Linked DNA regions of Monodelphis domestica: region 2 is linked to region 1. A link is a contact called in public Hi-C data. All regions are on one chromosome and are shown on one strand. The core of a region is the stretch at or near the end of the contact, and the rest is flanking DNA. Distances in the headings are between cores, read along the strand shown. Region 1 overlaps SDK2 (sidekick cell adhesion molecule 2). Region 2 holds the start of CPSF4L (cleavage and polyadenylation specific factor 4 like).

Region 1 (3,717 bases), core at 753-3,252:
ACCAGATTTGAACCTAGGACCTCCTGTCTCTAGGCCTGGCTCTCTATCCACTGAGCCACCCAGCTGCCCCCAACACTTTTATATTTGACTTGGGAGTGCAGTCAGAAATATGCAGTCACATATATGAACACCTGGTGCACAGGTTGCTTTCAAGGTGGGAACATCAGAGAAGAAATAACCTCCCCCAAATGGATAACTGGACAGTGATTATGATGTGTAGAGTTCTAAAATCCTAAAAGAAGTACAGAAACCCTCTCTGTTGTTTAGGGGCAGGAAGTCAGATGAAATAACTTCTACATCTAATTTTCCTGTACTAAAAGGCAGGAAACCAAACTTGTCTGTCCCTTCAAACACAGGACAAGCGAAAGTTGTCGGGGAACTATGTAGGGCTCTAGAATGTTCTTCATGCCTGGAATGGAAGGATAGAAAGTGGAGAAGCAGCACTAGTAGGTTGGGCAGGAGGAGAGAGGGAGTGGAAGGGGAGAAAATAGGAAGGGTGATAAGACAGCAGAGATACATCATAGGATGGGCGAAGCCAAGGATGGTGGAAGTCAGGCTGGAAGAAGTGGAGGAATGAGGTCTGGATAATGCCGGCCAGTGAGTTCACCATTGAGATTGCTTTTCTCTCTTGACCCCGCTATATCTTAGAGCTAAGCATTTCCCCCCTATTTTCCCTTGGACTCTAACAGAGACCCATACTGCCCAGGTACTTGGCATGGGTACCTTGGAATTAAATTATAATTAAAAAAAAATCTTGTCTTTTTAAGGAGCCCAGGTAGGTTCTCCTCTTCTGAGCCAGAGCACAGTCATGTGGGGAGCATCTTCCACTGCCCACCTGCTTGTTGAGTCCGACCCTGGCTGGGGGCACTCCGTGGTCCATCGCCTGCAGCATTGAAAGCTGCCACACTGACCAGGTAGGCAGTGTAGCCGGTCAGGTTCTTGAGTTTCACACCATTCTCAGGTAGGAAGAGTGTCTTGAGCCGTTCTGTGCTATTCCGTCGTTGAGCTTCCCAAAAATAAATCTGTGGGCAGAGATAATTGGAGGGAGGTGAGTGAGGCTCCAGACACCGGAACTCTTGAGCTGCCCAGTTCCCATAAGGCACTGCCCTTCTGAAGTAGTGAGATCAGACTCTGAGTTGCTTAGGAAGCAAAACAAAGAGAAGGAATGTTTAGCTCTTTCCAGGAGTCAAAATGACTCAGTGGCTCTTCCATAACCACCAGCAAGAAATACTTATTCTGGTATAATATCTGTAAGAAGAGTTTTTTCTTACAGTTCTTCATGTTTACCTACAAAGAATATCTCTGCTAGCCTGTGGGAGTCTAAGAAGGAAGTTACCAAATCCCTGTATGAGGCCTGTTGAATCTCTACTATGCAGAGTTTGTTTTCTTTGATGTAAATTTCAAATTTAACATGTTAGTTCTAATTAGTTATAATATTTTGCTTGCCTATGTCCCCCTTCGAAATTCCTTCTGATCCTGTCAGAATTAGAAAAAAAAAGTTTTGCTGATGGTCTTTTTCCCCCCTTTTTTTCCTTTTTTCTGACATCACTCACTTCATTCCTACCCTTAATTTCTCCTTCCTTCATTCCTTTAAATAATCAAAGTCCTTGCTTTAATCAAATAACCATAGTCAAGCAAAATAAATTCACATGTTGACCATTTTTGAAAATATATGCCACAGAACAGCTTGGTTGCTCAGTGGATAGAGAGCTAGATCTGGAGATAGGAGGTCCTGGGTTCAAATATGGCCTCAACACAAGTCACTTAACCCCCATTGTCTAGCCCTTACTGTTCTTCTGCCTTGGAACTGATACTTAGTGTCAATTCTAAGACAGAAAATAAGGGTTAAAAAAAAAGAAAAAGGATGCCTCATTCTGCACCTCATTTATTGACCAAGAAGGGAGAAATGGGAAGCATGATTCATCATCAGTCTTCTGGAGACCTGACTCGTCATTGCATCACTCAGAAGTCTCAAATCTTTCACAGTTGCTTTGATTGTTTCATTGAATACAGTCTTGTAGTCATAGATACATTGTTCTGGTTCTAGTCACTTCATTCTGCATTACTTCATACAAATCCTCCCAGCTTTCTCTGAAACCATCCCTTTTGTCATTTCTTACAGCACAATAGTATTATATAACACTCATTTACCAAAATTTGTTTAGTTATTCACCAATGAATAGCATCTTTTTTGTTTACAATTCCTTGTTACTACAAAAAGAGCCTTTACAAATATTTTTGTGCATAGTGCTCTTCTTTAATCTCTTTGGGGGTATATGCCTAGTATTTATACATAGTTTTAATCACTTTGGGGGCAGAGTTCCAAGTTGCTTTTTAGAATGGTTGATTTGCAGTTCTACCAAGAATGTATTAGTTTGGTGAAACAGTCTGAGAAGTTTATTTATATTCTATTAGAGAAAATACGTGGAAATAGAAAAATATATCCAAAAGTAAGACAAAGTAGTTAGAGAGAGAGAGAATACTAGCAGTTGGTGAAGGTGGGAGGAAAAGAGTCAGAAAGAGAAAATTTTGTTTGAGTTATCTCTAGAAGAAAGTGATGGCTTCTATAAGATAGAAACAAGGAAGAAACCTGTTATATGATTATGAGCATGGCTGTGTGAGGAATGGAGATGGAAGATCCAATGTATGAAGAGCCATGTATGAGGATCAGGAAGAAAGCTAGCCTGGTTCTCCAATATTCTACTGGAAAAGGAATGAAAACAAACCTGGAAGGATACGTTAGGGCCAGGTTGTAAAAGGGTTTTAAAAACCGAACAAGGAATTTTATATATACATGATCCTAGAGGCAATCAGGCTACTTGAGTTTGAGTAGAGAAAAGAAAAATAATATATTAGTTTGCTTGTCTTCTCATTGCCCTGCAAACAATTGTTATTTTCCATTTTTGTAATATTTGACAAACTGTAGGGAATAAGCTGGAACCTCAGAATTATCTAAATTTATAGTTCTCTTATTATTAGTGATTTAAAGCATGTTTTCATATAGGTATCAATAGTTTGCTTTTCTTCTTTGAAAACTTCCCATTCATACTTTTGACTATACTTTTTTTATCTATTGGGGAATGGTTCTTTTTCTTATGTATTTGTATTGGTTGTCTAAATATCTTGGATATCAGTCCTGTATCTTGTTGCAAAGATTTCCCCACTGTGGTAAACTAGTTCTTTTCTAATTCTAATCGCATATATTTTATTTGGGCAAAAATTTAAATTTTATGCACTCAAAATTTTCCATTTTGTCTCCTGTTGTCCTCTCTATCTTTTGTATAGTCAAAGACTTCCTCTCTCCATACCTGTGAACAGTATTTGCGTATTTGCTTTCCTATTCTTTTAATTTGTTCATGATATGACCTTTAATATCTAGGTCATGTGTTCATTTGGAGCAGTTTATTGTGGTATATGGTCTCAGATGTTGGTCCACAACTAATTTCTATCTAACTCCTGGTTTTTCCAGCAATCTTTGTTGAATAGTGAGTCCTTACCCTAGTACTTGGAGTCTTTGAGTTTCAGGGTCATCTTATCTAATTTGTTCTATGGATAAACTTTTTTCTTTTAAAAATCGGTACAAAGAAGTTTTGATTACTGCTTTGTAGTAGGGTTTGAGACTTGGTGCTGCTAGGCACCCTTCTTTCACCCAGTAAACTTTTTGTCTCTCTAGTTGAATTTGTTTTTATTTTTTCTAGTTCTAGAAAGTAATTCTTT
Region 2 (3,717 bases), core at 813-3,312, 150 kb before region 1:
TACACCTACCCTGTGGGGCTAACGGCTAAATTTCAGATACTATGGCCAAGTCATCTTGTAGGGCAGCGGTATCCAAAGTGAGAATTAAGGCTCTCTAGGGAGTTGCTGTAACCTGATCTCAGAAGATCTGGGGACTGGGGAGAGATATAACAATAGCTTTTAGCTGCATAATGCTTTAAGGTTTGCAAAGAGCTTTACAAATATCCTCATTGAGAGAAAGATACTATTAATATCTCCACTTAATAAATGGGGAAACTGAGGCACACAGGTTAGGTGTCTAATGTATAATTAGAACCCCAAGCCTTCCTGACTACAGGTCCATTGCTCTAACCATTGTATCATCCTCCCTACCAAAACCAATTGTTTCCAGTACAACCAACTTATCTCACTCCAACATTCTCTCCCTTTATCTGTCTCCCTCTCCATGTAAGCTACTGACTGGTATTCTTTCTTTAGAGTTAGGCTTTGGCCCCTCAGAGTAGTTATAACCTAAGTGATACCTTGGTCACCTACAGCACTGGGTACCATGAGAAAATTCCATGCACCATTTAAGTCACAACCTGGCTGCAGTATATGCCCCTTGAAAGGAAGACTTTTTAAAAAACCCTTATCTTCCATCTTAGAATCAATACTGTGTATTGGTTTCAAGACAGAAGAGCAGTAAGGGCTAGGCAATGGGGGTTAAGTGACTTGTCCAGGGTCACGCAGCTATAGGAAGCCAATTTGAGACCAGATCTATTTCTTTTGAACTCACCTTTCTCACAGAAGCCTTTAAGAAAGAAGGTGCACACAGCCACCCCCGATTCTAGAAGAGAAGAAAATAACAAGTTGTGGAGTTTGCTCCTGTCCTTACCTCTCATGCTTAAAAAAGAAAAAAGAAAAATCTGACTCTCCCAGAGCATAAGGACCCAGAGAATCCCACAAATGGAGCTCCTTTGTGGCAGGCATCAAATCACCAAAATACTACAAACACCTCTCCCCAGTTTCCTAGATTTCTCTTTTTTCTCTTCTCTTCCTCACCTAACAGCCTGTGTGGGGAATCAAGAGACCTGACCTTTTCTCTTATGATTCTCAGAATATCCCATATGGAAAATGGCTGCGTAGTTTCTGGCCCCATCTTTCCAGAGCCTTGGGGAAGATAAGAGTTCAGGTCAGAGAGCCTGAGTATAAAGGCTATTCTTAAAACCCTAGATTGGACCAGATGGCCTTTAGATGCAACCTTTCCACTTTCTGAGCAGGGAGGGACATAAGAAGAAAGGATGAAAGAGAAAGGCTAATCTGGTCCAGAAGTTCTTAGCCTTTTAAAGTATCTTAGACCCCTTTGGCAGTCTGGTGAAGCTATGAATCTCCTTCATGGAATAATGTTTTTAAATATATAAAATAAAACACCTAGGATAATAAAGAACGACAAAGGCCAATGAGGGAGTTAGACAGATTCATGATGGGCTTTGTTTTTTCTTGCCTTCTCAAGGGGTGTGTGGAAGAGGGATAAGGGAGAGAGAGAATTTGGAAACAAAAGTAAAATAAAATGGAATTTTTTGTTTTTTTTTAAAAAAAACATTTTTTTGTCTTTATGTCTTAGAATCAATACTGTGTATTGGTTGCAAGGCAGAAAAATGATAAGGGCTAGAAAATGGGGGTTAAATGACCTTCCCAGGGTCATATGGCTAAGTTTGTTCATGTTAAGTATGTTTATATGTTTGAGGGCTCTCAATCCACTGAGCTACCTAGCTGCCTCCATACAATTGAATTTTTAAAAAATGCTAACTATGATTACTATATCTGTATATTTAAATATAACTACACTTTTGCTTTAAAGTTCATGGACCAAAGCGTAAGAACCTTTGTTATAGGTTAAAAAGAATATTGAAAGAAGGGAAGGGCCCCCACAAAGAAGAGTTGGCCAATTGTCATATTCCTCCCATCCCCAACTTACTGTCCATTCCTGGGAAGGGCAGGTACCCAACACCCCTCTGGTTCTCCACATCCTCCTCAAGATTAAAGGTCATTTTCTCCAACCCAGCAATGAGTTCCTGCATCTTGAGCCTTCTCCCTGGGGATAGCTTAGCCTTAACCTAGAAACTCTACAGGTGAATCCTATATAAAGCTCATCACAGGGTCAGCTAAAGGGGAATAAGGACTAATTTCCCTTCCTAGTTTCTTATTTTTTTCTTTCTTTTTTGAATCCTTAGATGTTCCCTAGGCAGCTAGAGAGCTAGGATCTGACTATACATCCAGTCTTAGGGTGCCAAACACACATAGGTTGTATACCTGGTCACCAAAGTCAGAAAGTGGCATGAACAAATGAGACTAGTTCTCTAATGCTACCAAAGCTAAGGAGTTTTTTTCTTTAATTCTATAATAGCTTTCTGGGTCACTGATGCTCTCTTCACCACTGTAGCCCTTCAATATTTCCTAAAACACAAAAATTTTGTTTTTTTTTTGGTTGTTGAATTATTTTTATTTTCATTTCTAAATTCTCTCCTTTCCCCACCCATCGAGAAGACAAGAAATACAATACTTCCACGTTAACCATGACTCAAGAAAAAAAGTGAAAAATATTCTTTAATCTGCACTTGGATAATAAAAAAGGGGAAATGACCTACTTGTGCAAACATTTATAGCTGCCCTTTTTGAGGTAGCAAAGAATTGGAAATTGAGGGAATGCCCTTCAATTGGGGAACAAATTGTGGTACATGTTGGTGATGGGATTTTATTGTATGTAAGAAATGATAAGCATGATGATTTCAGAAAAAGCTGGAAAGATCTGCAGAAACAGATGCAGAGTGAAATAAGCAGACCTGGGAGAACATTGTACACAGTAACAGCAATATTGGCCAAGGATTATCTGTGAAAACTTGGCTTCTCTCAACAATGTAATGATCTGGGACAATCCTGAAAGACTTATGATGGGGAATGCTCTCCACCTCCAGAGGAAGAACAGTTGGAGTCATCGTTCACATCAGTGTGTTTAAGGTTTTATTTTGGGGTTAGGGTTTTGTATGAGTTTGCTCTTCCCACAATGACCATTATGAAAGTGTGTTTCTCATGACAATAAAAAATAAAATTTAAAAAATCTGCACATCATTTCTCTTTGGAGGTAGATAGCATTTTTCATCTTGAGTCCTTTGGAACAGTGGATCATTGTACTGACAAGTGCAGCGAAGTCTTTCACAGTTGATTATCATTCTGATATTGCTGTTGCCGTGTACAATGTAAAACAGGGAATCTTAACCTCCTTTGTGTCAGTACCCTTTTGGTAGTCTGGAAAGCCTTGGGGCCCCTTCTCAGAGTAATGTATGTTGCCTACATTCACAATGGAACGAAATGCTAAATTTCAGTTCTAGGTTAGCAAAAAGAAAAATGTAATTTTTTTTGCATCCAAATTCATGGACACCCTAGTATCTGTCTGGGGCCCCAAAATTTAGAGCCCCTATTCTAAAACTATTAGAGAAAGAAATAAACTAAACAGGGATGATATGCAAGAAAGGTGACTCCCTTACTCTCTTTTTTAAAAACCTTTACCTTCTGTCTTAGCATAAGTAAGAACTAGCCAATGGGGGTTAAGTGACTTGCCCAGGGTTACACTGCTGGGAAGTATCTGAGGCCACATTTGAATCCAGTTCCCTCAGGCTCCAGGCCTGTCACTTTATCTACTATGCTACCTAGCTGCCCCACCTTCCCCTTGCTCTTTGACCCAGCAATCCCACTACCAGG

What was found. Hi-C and Micro-C count contacts between places; a contact is called where the count stands out from the background.
Region 2: a contact with region 1 is called in a Hi-C map of limb, with 5 times the contacts expected there. The contact joins the promoter of CPSF4L here to the enhancer-like site in region 1. A contact is called at or near these places in 2 of 2 Hi-C or Micro-C datasets (limb and spleen and liver).

The regions. Positions count from the first base shown.
Region 1 is chr2:216,157,811-216,161,527 of mMonDom1.pri, reverse strand. SDK2 (sidekick cell adhesion molecule 2) reads right to left here. Exons shown (of 44, transcript XM_056817208.1): 36 at 836-1,022. Among named protein-coding and RNA genes, the nearest start is that of CDC42EP4, 89 kb to the left of the region's middle. Within about 2 kb of position 2,002, at least 1 of the 2 cell types and tissues checked has open chromatin away from gene starts, as enhancers often do.
Region 2 is chr2:216,308,844-216,312,560 of mMonDom1.pri, reverse strand. It overlaps CPSF4L (cleavage and polyadenylation specific factor 4 like), which reads right to left and starts at 2,062. Exons shown (of 7, transcript XM_007482712.2): 1 at 1,937-2,062; 2 at 755-805. The coding sequence starts at 2,039. All of the region lies in intron 2 of C2H17orf80 (chromosome 2 C17orf80 homolog), which reads left to right.